2 separate regions of the Mus musculus genome follow, and region 2 is linked to region 1. The links are chromatin contacts, called in public Hi-C maps. All regions are on one chromosome and are shown on one strand. The core of a region is the stretch at or near the end of the contact, and the rest is flanking DNA. Distances in the headings are between cores, read along the strand shown.

The links. A called contact is a pair of places that touch in the nucleus more often than the background predicts.
Region 2: a Hi-C map of rod photoreceptor shows a contact between it and region 1, with 3 times the contacts expected there. The contact joins the promoter of Prkd1 here to the enhancer-like site in region 1. A contact is called at or near these places in 8 of 39 promoter capture datasets (the 3T3-L1 cell line, 3T3-L1-derived adipocytes, cranial neural crest and 4 more) and 1 of 484 Hi-C or Micro-C datasets (rod photoreceptor).

What each region holds. Positions count from the first base shown.
Region 1 is chr12:50,438,226-50,444,545 of GRCm38.p6, reverse strand. All of the region lies in intron 2 of Prkd1 (protein kinase D1), which reads left to right. Among named protein-coding and RNA genes, the nearest start is that of Prkd1, 210 kb to the left of the region's middle. Within about 2 kb of position 2,450, at least 2 of the 459 cell types and tissues checked have an H3K27ac peak or open chromatin away from gene starts, as enhancers often do. A contact at or near this core is called in rod photoreceptor, where this site is marked.
Region 2 is chr12:50,646,345-50,652,664 of GRCm38.p6, reverse strand. Prkd1 (protein kinase D1) reads left to right here and starts at 3,416. Exons shown (of 19, transcript NM_008858.4): 1 at 3,416-3,949. The coding sequence starts at 3,692.

The DNA.
Region 1 (6,320 bases), core at 1,201-3,700:
TCTTAGGATCATTTGCTTGGAATATCTTTCTACCCTCTTACTCTTAGAAGATATATATGATTGATGTTAGGGTGTGTATCTTGTATGCAACAAAAGGATGAATCCTGTTTTCCCACTCATTCTGTTAGTCTCTGTATTTTACTGGGGAATTGACAGTGATGATGAGAGGTGTCTATGTGCTATGGTTTTGATTCCTGTTATTTTGTTGTAGTTTTTGTTGTGGGTATATGATTAGCCTCGTTTAATTTTGGTGGTCAAATATTATTTATTCCCTTTGTTTTCTCTGATACAATCAATCTTTTAGGTCGCAATTTTTTTTTTTTTTATCTTCTAGAACCTTCTGGATTTGTAGATCTATATTGCTTAAATTTGGTTTTATCATGCGATGTCTTATTTTTTCTTTCTCTGATGACTGAAAGTTTTCTGGGTATAAAAGTCTGGGCTAGCATCTGTGATCTCTTAGATTCTGAAGTACATTTTGTCCAGGCCTATTAGACTTTTAGAGTCTCCATTGAGAAGAGATTTAGAAGTCTAATAGGACTGCCTTTATGGGTTACTTGTTCCTTTTTCTTCTAGCTTTTAATGTGATTGATTTATTTATTCTGTACATTTACTTTTGATTAAATTTTGTGCTAAGCAGACATTCTTTTCTGGTCAAGTCTATTTGATGTTCTGTATTGTAGTATTTTAAGTGGGCATCTTTTAAGATTAGCCAAACTTTCTATGATTTTGTTGAAATTATATTATGGGCCTTTTACCTACATTTCTTGTCTTCCTATTCCTATTCTTAGATTTGGTCTTTTCATGGTGTGCCAGATTTCCTGAATGTTTTGTGCCAGGAGTTTTTAGATTTAACATTTTCTTTAACTGCTATATCTATTTCTTCCATCGTGTCTTAAATGTGTAAGATTTTCTCTCCCATTTCTTATATTCTATTGCTTTTCTCTGTGATTATCTGAGTTCCTAAATATTTTATTTCCAGATTTAGCTTATTTTATAGATATTTTGTTTTTTGTTTTTTGTTTTGTTTGTTTGTGTGCTTTAAATTCTACCTTCATTTTCAGGTCTGGAATGAATTTTTCATGTCCTCCCAGTGTCTGTTTATGTTTTCATAGATTTCTTTAAGAGTTTATCAATTTCCATTTAAGGAATTTTTATCACATTTATAAAGTTTCTTTTACAATCTTTTTCTTGTGCTTCGGCTATGTTGGACTATTCAGGTCCTGCTGTAGTTTTTCAGCTCCAATCCAGATATATTGTCTGGGCTGTTATTGATTGTGTTTTTATATTCCTATCCGGCTTCTTGCATTGTGGAAATTCTAATTCTAGATGCTGATTATCTTGTCTTTGTTGGGTGAGTGTTTTGTTCTTTGGTTTTTGTTTCCTGTCTGGTTCTTAGAAGTGTATTGGGGACATGTTGCCTGGTACAATTTTTTTATGGAGTCCTGTTAGGTGTGTCTATGAATTGTATCTAAAATGTGTTTCTTAGCTATGGGAGCTGACATTTAGGAATGGGGATGGGCCAGGGTGGGGCTGAGTGGGTTCATAGGAGGGAGGAGAGCAGAGTGTTCCACTAGGTTCTGCTTAGTTATACCCCATTGAAATGGGAGCAGAGATTTAGGAGCAGCCACAGCAGAAGGTCTGCTATAGAGCTATCAGTGAGACTGGGGAATGGGATTAGGAGCGAGAAGTAATCTGCCCTTAACCTACTTGCTTACCTGGTCAGCATTGCCTATGTTCCTAAAGATTCTACTTTGAGTTATTGGCCAGGATTTATCAAAGATGTGGTGGGGAGTTTAGGAAAGGAAGGTCTTTGGGTTCTATGAGAGGTGCAGGAGGCAGTGTGGGTTACAGGGGGTGGAACTGGAGACTGTGCTAGGTGTTCTGATCAAGAGCTGGGTGTAAATTTGAGCACTGGATCTGGAGATCCACAGTTAGCCTATCTGTCTCACTGATTGGGTTGCATAAGCGAACAGATTGTTTAAATAATTATTTACGTAGTATATTTATGCTGATATTTTGATAATAAAATTATACCAGTTATATATTTAATATTAATGATGGCATTTTGCTTCTTTACAGCTATTGAAACACTCTTAGAAACTAGATCTGATTATTTTATTATAAGCATTGTCTACCAGGCTATGGTTTTTCTCCCCCATCCCCCACTGCTCCCATAAAACTAGGCTCATCTTCTCATATCTAGACTAGACAAGGAAGCCCAGTTAGGGGAAATGGATCCAAAGACAGGCAATTGGAGATAGTCCCTGCTGTCACTGTTAGGAGTCCCTCATGAAGATCAAGCTGCAAAACTGTTACATATGTGCAGATGCCCTGGGTCTGTCTCATGCATACTGCATACCTGACAATTCTGTCTCTGTAAGCTCCTACTGGACCAGGTTAGTTGGTTCTATAGGGTGTCTTGTGGTGTCCTTTACCCCTCTGGCTCTCTCAGTCCTTGCTTCACTCTTCCATAGGATTGCCCAAGCTCCACCTAGTGACTGACTGTGGGTCTATGCATACGTCTCCATCAGTTACTACTAGAAACCTCTCTGATGACAGTCCTGTCTGCAACTATAGCAGAATATCATTAAGAGCGTCAGGGGTGTGTTCCCTTGCATGCCATTAGTCTCAACCTGGACCAGTTATTGTTGGCAATTTCCTCAATTTTTACTTTATCTTTACCCCTGCATATCTTGTAGGCTGGACAGATTGTGAGTTGAAAGTTTTGTGGCTGGGTTGGAGTTCCAGTCCCTTCACTGGAAGTCTTGCCTGCTTACTGGTGATAGGTGTTTCAGGCTTCATATCCATTGCCAGGAGTCTTAGCTGGAGTTATCTTCCTAGCTTCCTTGGAGTTTCCATTTTCCTAGATTCTAGTTTTGTCCCAGAGTTCTGCCTCCCAACCTGATTACACTTGTCTTTACCAGGACTCTCTCCCTCTCTCCCTCCCTCTCTCCCTCTCTCCCTCCCTCCCTTCCTCCCTCTCTCCCTCCCTCTCTCCCTCTCTCCCTCCCTCCCTTCCTCCCTCTCTCCCTCCCTCCCTCCCTCCCTCCCTCCCTCCCTCCCTCCCTCTCTCCCTCTCTCCCTCCCTCCCTCCCTCTCCTCTCCCCCTCTCCCCCTCTCCCCCTCTCCCTCTCTTCCTCTCTTCCTCTGTCTTCCCCCATCTGATCCCTCCTGTTCTTATACTTCCCCTGCCATTGAGTCTCCTCTCTCTGTCTCCCCAGGTGTTTATTCTATTTCCCCTTCTAAGTGAGATTCAAGCCAACCCCTTTGGACTCTCCTTGTTACTTAGCTTCTTTGGGCTTCTGGATTGTGATATTTAGAATCCATTTATAAGTGAGTGCATACCATGTCTAACTTTCTGTGTCTTTTTTTTAATGTCATTCAAGATGATATTTCTTAGTTCCATTCATTTGCTTCCAAAATTTTGTTGTTGTTTGGTTTTTTTGAGACAGGGTTTCTCTGTGTAGCCCTGGCTGTCCTGAAACTCACTTTGTAGACCAGAACTCAGAAATCCACCTGCCTCTGCCTCCTGAGTGCTGGGATTAAAGGCATGCGCCACCACGCCTGGCTGCTTCCAAATTTTATAAAGTCATTTTTTTAAAAAATAGCTTAGTAATACTCCATTGTCTAAATGAACCACTTTTCTTTATCCATTCTTCACTTGAGGAACATACAGGGTGTTTCAAGTTTCTATCTATTATGAATAAAGCTGTTATGAAGATAGTTGACCAAATGTCCTTGTGGTATCGTGGAACATCTTTTTGATAAATACCCAAGAGTGATACACCTGGGTCTTGAAGTACATCTATTCCCAATTTTATAAGAAACCACCAAATTAATTTCCAAGTGGCTATATTTCCTCCCCAAAATGAAATATTTTTGATTTGTTGTTTTATCATTTTTCAGATCTGAGATGTACTTTTTCTTAGTACCTAAGAAATTTCAGTGTTGGTCGACTGTTTCCTTTTGTTTATAAAGCCCTTGTGTCAAAAGATGGCCTAGTCGGCCATCACTCAAAGAGAGGCCCATTGGACACACAAACTTTATATGCCCCAGTACAGGGGAACGCCAGGGCCAAAAAGGGGGAGTGGGTGGGTAGGGGAGTGGGGGTGGGTGGGTATGGGGGAATTTTGGTATAGCATTAGAAATGTAAATGAGCTAAATACCTAATAAAAAATGGAAAAAAAAATAAAGCCCTTGATTTGACTAAGCTCCATGCGCTATGGAAGTGATGACATATGTTTGTAATGCCAGCACTCCTGCAGCTCAAGGAAGATCAGAAATTCAGGGTCATCTTGATTACATAGAAACTTTGAGACCCACTCAAGATATGGGCAGTTCTGTTCCCACCTCATCCTCCCATAAGTAAATAAGTAAGTAAGTAAATAAATAAATAAATAAAGCAAAGCAAGGAAAGCCAAGGGGCTCGGGGAGGAAAAAAAATAAAAATAAAAAACGTTTTCTTCTAGATTTCCCATGAGAAGTTTTACTGTTTGGGATTATATTTGAGTATTATATTTAGAGTTAAACTTTAATAAAGGTACAAAATATGTTTATTTCTTGAAATGTGTCTGTCATAATTTTATATACCAAATGAATATGGTACAAAGTAATATAGTACTTGGAATATATTTTTCATTTAAATTATTTTGACAAATATTCTTTGAGTTAATTATAGCCATTTGAAAGAAAAAAATAAGTTATGGACAGATGCTACATCTTATAAATAGGTAAAAATATCAATGAAGTCATGTACTGTGGAGTATTTAGGAAGATTGCTCAATTGTTCATTCTGTTTTTCTAAGTATAGATTGGCATTTAAGTTATCCATATACCTGTGTAAAAGTATGTACGAAGAAAACATCTTTTTTTGTAAATTTTATTAGAGTGTATTATTTTGTACAAAATAATAGATTGCACTGTATCATTTTTATGCATGCATATTATATTTTGGTCATGTTTACAATCCCTATTCCTTTAAACTTCTGCAAAAAATGGTGTATATTCAAATATTTAGGAAGTTATGACCAATAAATTTGAGGAAAAGGATTGCTTTCAGTGTATTGGTTTTGAAGAGCATGTAGAGACTAGTTTTTAGTGAATATATTTTTATACATTCTTAATTTAATAGCAAAGCCCTTAGTCCTGCTTTGGAGGGGCTGAGGAAGTAACTCAGGGGTCAACTGCTTGCCTAGCAGGTGTGAAGTCCTTCCTACAAACCACAGCATTGCTGAAAAGAAGCAACTAATGGATGTAAAACAATGCTCTCATTTAATCAAAATAGGCAGAGGAGCTAACTTCATCACAGAGGTTTGGTGCCACATCTTTCATCTTGCACCTCTTCCTGGGTTTGCTATTCCGAGTTCCCTGCCTTTTCTTCCCTTAACTCATAGCTGTTCCTCTGCTCTGGGACCCTAATAAATCTCTAGGTTGCTGTTGGTGAAAGAAATGAAATAGTAAATAGGAATTAAGACTTTTCACCCGAATCAAGTAGTGCCCAGCAACAGAAGAACTCTGGGCTGCAGCTGCTCACAATATGGGTGGCTACCTGATGCTTTGGATAGATAGATAGATAGATAGATAGATAGATAGATAGATAGATAGATAGATAGATAGATAGATGGATGAATAGATAGACAGACAGGCAGACAGACAGATAGGCAGATAGAGTCAGAACCTGTTTGATATTCTGTGAAAGAAAAAAAAAAAAAAACTAAAGATTACCATGGGAGAGTTTAGGAGAGGATAGTTTGTATAAAAGGACCCATAAGAATTTGGGTGTGGATTACTGGGTTAATGTGTATTTTTCAGTTGGGGTCTACATATAGTCAACTGTATGTAAAGTGAACAAATTTTAATTAAGGTAAATATATTTCAACAACCCTTACTGGAAAATATAAATGAAGATTTTTAATACTCAGAAATGAATAGAAATGAAAAGTCTTTCACTATAAGGTATTGGTATAAACCTATATTACAGCCTACTGCCATAGCCTTGCTATCCTGTGAGAACTGGGTGGGAAGTTCCTACTGCTGAATGCACCACATACTTTAGACAAGGAGTAATAAGGGTGGTCCTGGCTAGGAGGCTTTCAATGCTAGCTTTCGTAGTGCTGGAATATTCTCTCCAGGATGATTCTCTATACAGTACTGGGGAGAGGTCATCAAAAGTCTTACTCAGCTGTGAACATTGTGATAACCAATACAACTGCCCTGGCAAGATATTCCTACTTGTATAATTGTGGCATAGATAGTCCAGGAATAATCAGCTACTTTCTGATTGGATTCAAGTTCTGATCCACAAGATAGAATTTTGC
Region 2 (6,320 bases), core at 2,167-4,666, 210 kb before region 1:
TTCTCCTAATCTGACTTTTATTCAAATCAGACTTTTTTTCTTTTTCAAACTGCTTTCTATTGTTGATTTTAAATTACTAGATAATTCCAAAATTATTGGGACATATAACCTGTTTGAAAAACACCTACAAGATTAGCATTGTTTTATGCACCCTGGTCACTCATTTAGGGTAGAATGTTGATTAAAGCTTTGAAACTTCTTGGACGATGTCGTTAGATATCATCAGAGTTACCTCAGCAACATTAGCCAAAATGCAAACTGGAAAGAATTCATTTCAAAAGACTCAGTCATGGGGCTGGTGAGATGGCTCAGTGGGTAAGAGCACCCGACTGCTCTTCTGAAGGTCTGGAGTTCAAATCCCAGCAACCACATGGTGGCTCACAATCACTCATGAGATCTGAGGCCCTCTTCAGGTGCTGTCTGAAGACAGCTACAGTGTACTTACTTAATTATAATTAATAATAATAATAAAAAAAGACTCAGTCATTAATTTTAGTCACAACTTATTTCTTAAGTACTCTTTTGTTTTCCAAGGGTAAAATATCTAGAAGGGCTTGAAATCACTAATGCCCTCCCAAATCCTCCATGTGTTTTGCTCATTATTTTGTAGTCAAAAGAGAAATATACCAGGTTCCTTAGATATATCCATTCATTCCTTTGCCATTCAGCAAAAGTTAGTACCAGTTCGCAGCCTTCCAGTCTTCACATGCCTACCATAACAATTTCCACACTCACTGGGTGTGGCACATGGCTGAAATCCCAGCTCCAGCTCCAGCTCCGGTGAGGAGGAAACAGGACCATAGCCCATTGAGGTCATCTTTGCCTACAGAGTGAGATGCTGTCTCAATCCAGCTCCCCATAGGAAAGAAACTTGGAACTGTCAACTCTGTGTGTATGTGAGTGTGTGTGTTTGAGTGTGAGTGTGTGTGAGTGAGTGTGTGTGTGTGAGTGTGTGTGAGTGTGTGTGTGAGTGTGTGTGTGAGTGTGTGTGTGAGTGTGTGTGTGTATGTGTGTGAGAGGGTGTGTGTGAGAGAGAGAGAGAGAGAGAGAGAGAGAGAGAGAGAGAGTGTGTGTGTGTGAGGTTCTGCTGGCTATAGAGTTCAAGCTGCTTTAAGTTTTGTTGTGTCTTTGTGTTGCTTCCTTTTTTTTTTTCTTCATCTAGTAATGGCTTAGGTTCTTTAAAATAATTTCAATTTCTTGGTCTGTTTCTGTCTTTTGCTTCCTTTTCAACTATTTCCAGCACCCTACAAGAATCTTTCACATCATGGATACAGCATAAGGAGTTATTCACAGATTTTTCTTCCAAAGTGGTTCACCCGTGTTTTTCTCTCTCTCTCTCTCATAAAATTGATGAGTATGTGAAGTTGTTCTGAGAAACCTTGTCTAGCTTTGAATTGACCTCCAATGTAGTCTTGACCCACTTCTGTTCCTTGAATATGGGGCTCATAATTCCTGTTCTGGTTATTACCATTTGACTGTTTAGTGTCATTTCAAACGAAATGCTTAGAGAATGAATCGTCCTTCTCCCCAACCTGCTTCTTTTCTGTTTTCTGTCTCAATTATTAGCAGCAGAGAATCACACACATTTCTCAAAAAACCATAGAGTCCTTGGTGACACTTCTATTTCCCTACCATTGGAGAATCTGCGTAAACAGCAGGGTCTCCATCCTGCCTCCACATTAAGAACTCTAGCCTCTTGTTTCTCAGCACCTCCACTACCATCATGATGATCCTGTAGAGGGAGGGGCAACAGCTAGGGTCCCTAACCTACTGCCCCTGCTTTTATTCCTTTCGCTTGCGATTTGCTTCCTGCATAACAGTCAAAGAATGTTCCTTCAAAACATGTTAATCACATCTACTGGCTTGTTGAAATCCTCCCAGTGGTTCAGTGGTGCATTGAGAATAAACCACAAACAATTTAGCACAGCTTTGAAGAACTGGTTCCTATTTGCCCTCCAGCCTCATTTCTTCTGTGCCTTAAGCAAGTGCAGTAAGCCCTCTCTTGGGGTCTTTTGCATGCTATATGACTTGAAGACCATTACCTAAGCTTGTCTTAAGACCAGTCCTTCCCATCAACCAGTCCTTGGCTCAAATGGAAACACCCCAGGAAAGATTTGTTTTCTTCACTGGTCAAAGTGTTGAGCCTCATGTTCTTGATCATGGTTACTGCTGTTAACCACTGTGTTACTGTTATTTATGGCAATTGTTGCTGTCAGAACTAACTTCATTTACTGTCTTACTTTTATATTTTCAATGTAATCAGTTATGGCAAGAACATAGTCTGACTTCATAAGTGGATAGCTAGTGCCCGCAGACTCTGGGACAGAAGTCCTGTGTTCAGAGCTATGATAGCTAGAAAGCACAGATGGCTTAGGTAAAACTAGTTCCTTTAAAGCAGTCTGTAAACTTAGGAACGACACCCCTATCCAGTCTACTCAAATAGTCGTTTGTACCATTAATTTAGAGAGTTTTCTAGAATAGTGAATTGACTATATGTAGGTGGGAATTTCAAGATTCCATTACTGACATACAACACAACTCTGTAGAAAACCACATCTCAATGTTCTGGTCCAGAAGAGAACCATTAATCAAAAACAGACAAACAAGCAAACCAACCAAAACAAAACAAAATTAACACACTGCAAACGAAAATATGCAAAAATGGTTTGTGTGCTTGTGCATGTAAGAGGACACATTGGGGAAACTAAAGTGAGAAGAAGCGCTGCCAAGATGGAGCCTGTTCAGAATTTACTAAGAATTATCAGAAGGCCTCTGATAACAATCATTGCAGCCTGTTAAACCAAATAGGGTCCCTGTACATCTACAGATGCAAAGAACCCATCCCGATAGAAAGGACAGAAATATAGTCAGGCTCTACTGTCTCTGAAGCACCTCTTTTTGCCCAGCCACCAGTATAATCAGATCAAAATTAGTGCTGTGGGTGTGGGGCTGGAATTGCTCCTAGAAAGCCAGGTTAAGGTTGACAGTTTTGAAGAGGCTGAAACACAGAAGTTCCAAACACAAAACAAAGTAGAAAGCAAGAACCCTATTTAGACCCTTAAGAAGGCGGTGGGTGGAGCAGGTGGGGTTGATGGAAAGGATACAGACTCCGCTATTACAAGAGAGACACGGTTTTAAAGAGGTCAGCTGACTGGCCCTTTAACAAACTCGAGGGCTCCCAGAGGGAGTCCCCCGTTAGGTGGGCTCTACCAGGCTGGCGTTTCCCGGTCCACTCCTGTGCGGGCGCTTGGAAGGGGGTGGTCAGGACTGCCCTGAATGGGCGGGTCCGCGGCTTTAGAGTCCGCCGAGTGGGCTGGGGCGGCTGCTGCGCGCAGGGGGCGGCTCCCCGTCGGGCTCCGGTTCCCCTCGTCGGCTCCGCGGCGCCGCCCTCGCCCCGCCCCGCCCCGCCGGCGCCGGTCGCGCGGACCCGCCGTGGTCCCCGGAGCGGAGCGCGCCGCGGCCGCAGTAGCTGGGCGCCTCCCCCGCGCTGCCGCGCGCCCGCCTGCTCGCCTGCCCGCCCGCCGGCCCCGGCTCCGCTCGGCCATCTTCGCGGCTCCCGCCCTCACCAGCTCCGGTCGCGCGCCCTGTCCCCGCGCGCGGACTTTCCCGGAAAGTTTGGTGGTTCTTCTCCGCCGCCGCAGGCAGCGGCGCCGCGCCCCACGTCCGCCAAACTTTGGGGCTCACTGGCGCGATGAGCGTCCCTCCGCTGCTGCGACCGCCTAGCCCGCTCCTGCCCGCCGCGGCCGCCGTGGCTGCTGCCGCCGCTGCGCTGGTCCCAGGCTCCGGGCCCGCGCCCTTCCCGGCGCCTGGGGCCGCCCCGGCGGGGGGCATCTCGTTCCATCTGCAGATCGGCCTGAGCCGCGAGCCGGTGCTGCTCCTGCAGGACTCCTCTGGCGACTACAGCCTGGCGCATGTCCGGGAGATGGCTTGTTCCATCGTGGACCAGAAGGTAAGGTGCCCCGGGTCCACCAACTTTGCAGCCGACCTCGCCTGCGCCGTACAGCCTGGCTGTGGCCGGACTGCATGCCCTAGCCCCAGGCACTGCTCTGCCTGCCGCGCAGTCTTCCTGGGGGCTGACCTCCTGCTCCTTCTCTGGCACGCCTGCCTTCTCACCTCCTTTACCTCCCTTCTTGCGATGACAGTTCAAGGAATCTTGCACTTTTCTCCTCGCGCTCCGGCGTATTCTTGAGGTTTCCTGGCTGTCCTGACTCTTTTTCCCTGGACCAGAGCCTACCTGGTACCAGATCCGCTTTCCAGCGCCAGAGATCCCTTGGGACAGCCCAGAGCTTTTTCAGCCCCACTCCCTTCCACTACATCCTCTTTCAGCTCTAATTGATGCTGAGGAGTTCCGGGTGTGACCTGGACGCCAGGAATTTCTCACCTGCCAATAGTGCTTTTAAGAAAGGGTGATTGATTAAGCCAGCTGTGAAAACAACCGAGGAGTTGGTACCACTACCCAAGTCCGCCCTGGATTTAGTACTACCACTGTGCGAGCTTAGAAACATTTTCCAACAATAAAACCTGAAATTTACAGCGTTTTTTGGCTTAAATTTCCATGCACTGATCTTGGGAGACTGGAGTAGTGAGAAGGTCTGTGGTTCCAAGAACATCCAGTGCTGGCTTTGCTCTTAAGTTTGAGGCTATGGGACTTTGGATAGTGGTCATCAAAGACTGGCTGGGGAGAGGCCCATAAAGCTGGGCTAGGCCACCCATCATTGTTTCCAGTGCACTTTTGAAGTTAGGTTATCTCCACAGCCATCCAGAAGGATGCTTCATGTAAGGGGGAAGGGCCCTTGGTGCCACTCCTTCACAGTATGGACTGCCAGGGTTCTGGGGGAGGAGAGAGAGATAGAGGAGTTAGCTAAAGGTGCTGACTTTCAACTCTGGAGGGCTGACTGGCTAGTTCTCACCCTTTAATGAACAGTCAAGAGCGGATTTTCTTAAACTGTTTGGAACAACGTGTCTTACGCTTTTTGAGCGGTGTAAATAGTGGTGCTGAGTACAGAGGTCTAGGGAGTTGCTCTGGGGAAGCACCCACTAATGCAGGAAGTGAAAATTCTAGAGGTCAGACTCAAGTAACAGTGAGTGCCTTGAAGTTTTGTTAATTAAAGGGAGTGATATTTTTTCGTTATATAATTGAACTCTTTGTAGTTCCCTTGAAGTACTGAATCCAGCCGCCCCCTCCCCCAGGATGGTGAATTATGCAAGTATTCTAGGCTCTGACTGCCTCACTGTATAGCCTTCAAATATTTCTGTTATGATATGGATTAATTAATTAAAAAGCACTGCCACACAGGCATACACAACACATGTAATGAAATTATTCAGAAAGTCCCTTCGGTACTATAACAACAATCTAACTGTAAGTTCTAAAGAAGATGGTGTAGTGTTAGAATATCCCAAAAGGGCTAAGTTAATACAAACTTTGTTTTGACCTGCTTAAACTCTGTGTGTTTCTGTGTTTCTGGTCTGTCCTTGAGGTTTTGAGTGGGGAATATGATTCAAGAGGTTTGGGTTGGGGTTTGGATACAGTGAATTTTACAGTTGACTCTGGGTTGCTGCCTGGGAGTGTTATCAGTACCCAGGAGAAGTGCAAGCAAGAGGACATGCAGGGCAAAGCAGGCTGGGACAGCCTCAGTAGTAGATACACAGAAGGTTCACTTAGGAAAAAAAGTCTTGAGATGATTAGGAACTTACATTGTAAAAAAACAAAAAAACCGAAAACTCGGTAATCTTCTCAAAAGAGAGATATCCATACCGCACGTATCTGAGATCCACATTAGCTTTGTGGAGGGTGTTTTAGAATGGCCAAAATGTAATGGCAGAAAGAAAACTGGAATGCAGTCAAGTGTTGTGCTGTGTAGACCTGAGCCAAGATCTGGGGGTGGGGATGAGGGGAGGAGCTGGAGGAAGGCTGGAGAGCAGGGAGCCAGCCCCACTGTGTGTTCTAAGGGAATCCTGTATGTATCCTGCTTATTATGCAGTTCTTCACCAAAAGAAAAGTTTGAAAAGTTTTCCTGGGACAGCCATATCCTTTTGTTTTTATGGGTATGGCAAGTTGAGTTATTTTGAAATGTGAATTTTAGCAAATATTATAAGTCCCTAAGTCACGGGTCTAGACAGTGTGCCTTGTCAGTTATTCTATTATCTGTCGTTCTAGATATCAATAACCTATTATCTGTATTTGTCCTCCTCCTCATCTATCATCTCTCTGGCTATCTCTATCAATCATGTAACTATCAATCGCCTGTTATCTACCTGTGCGTCATTTTGTTATCTATGTATCTTCTGCATCTATTTTGGGATATGTTATTTGCCAA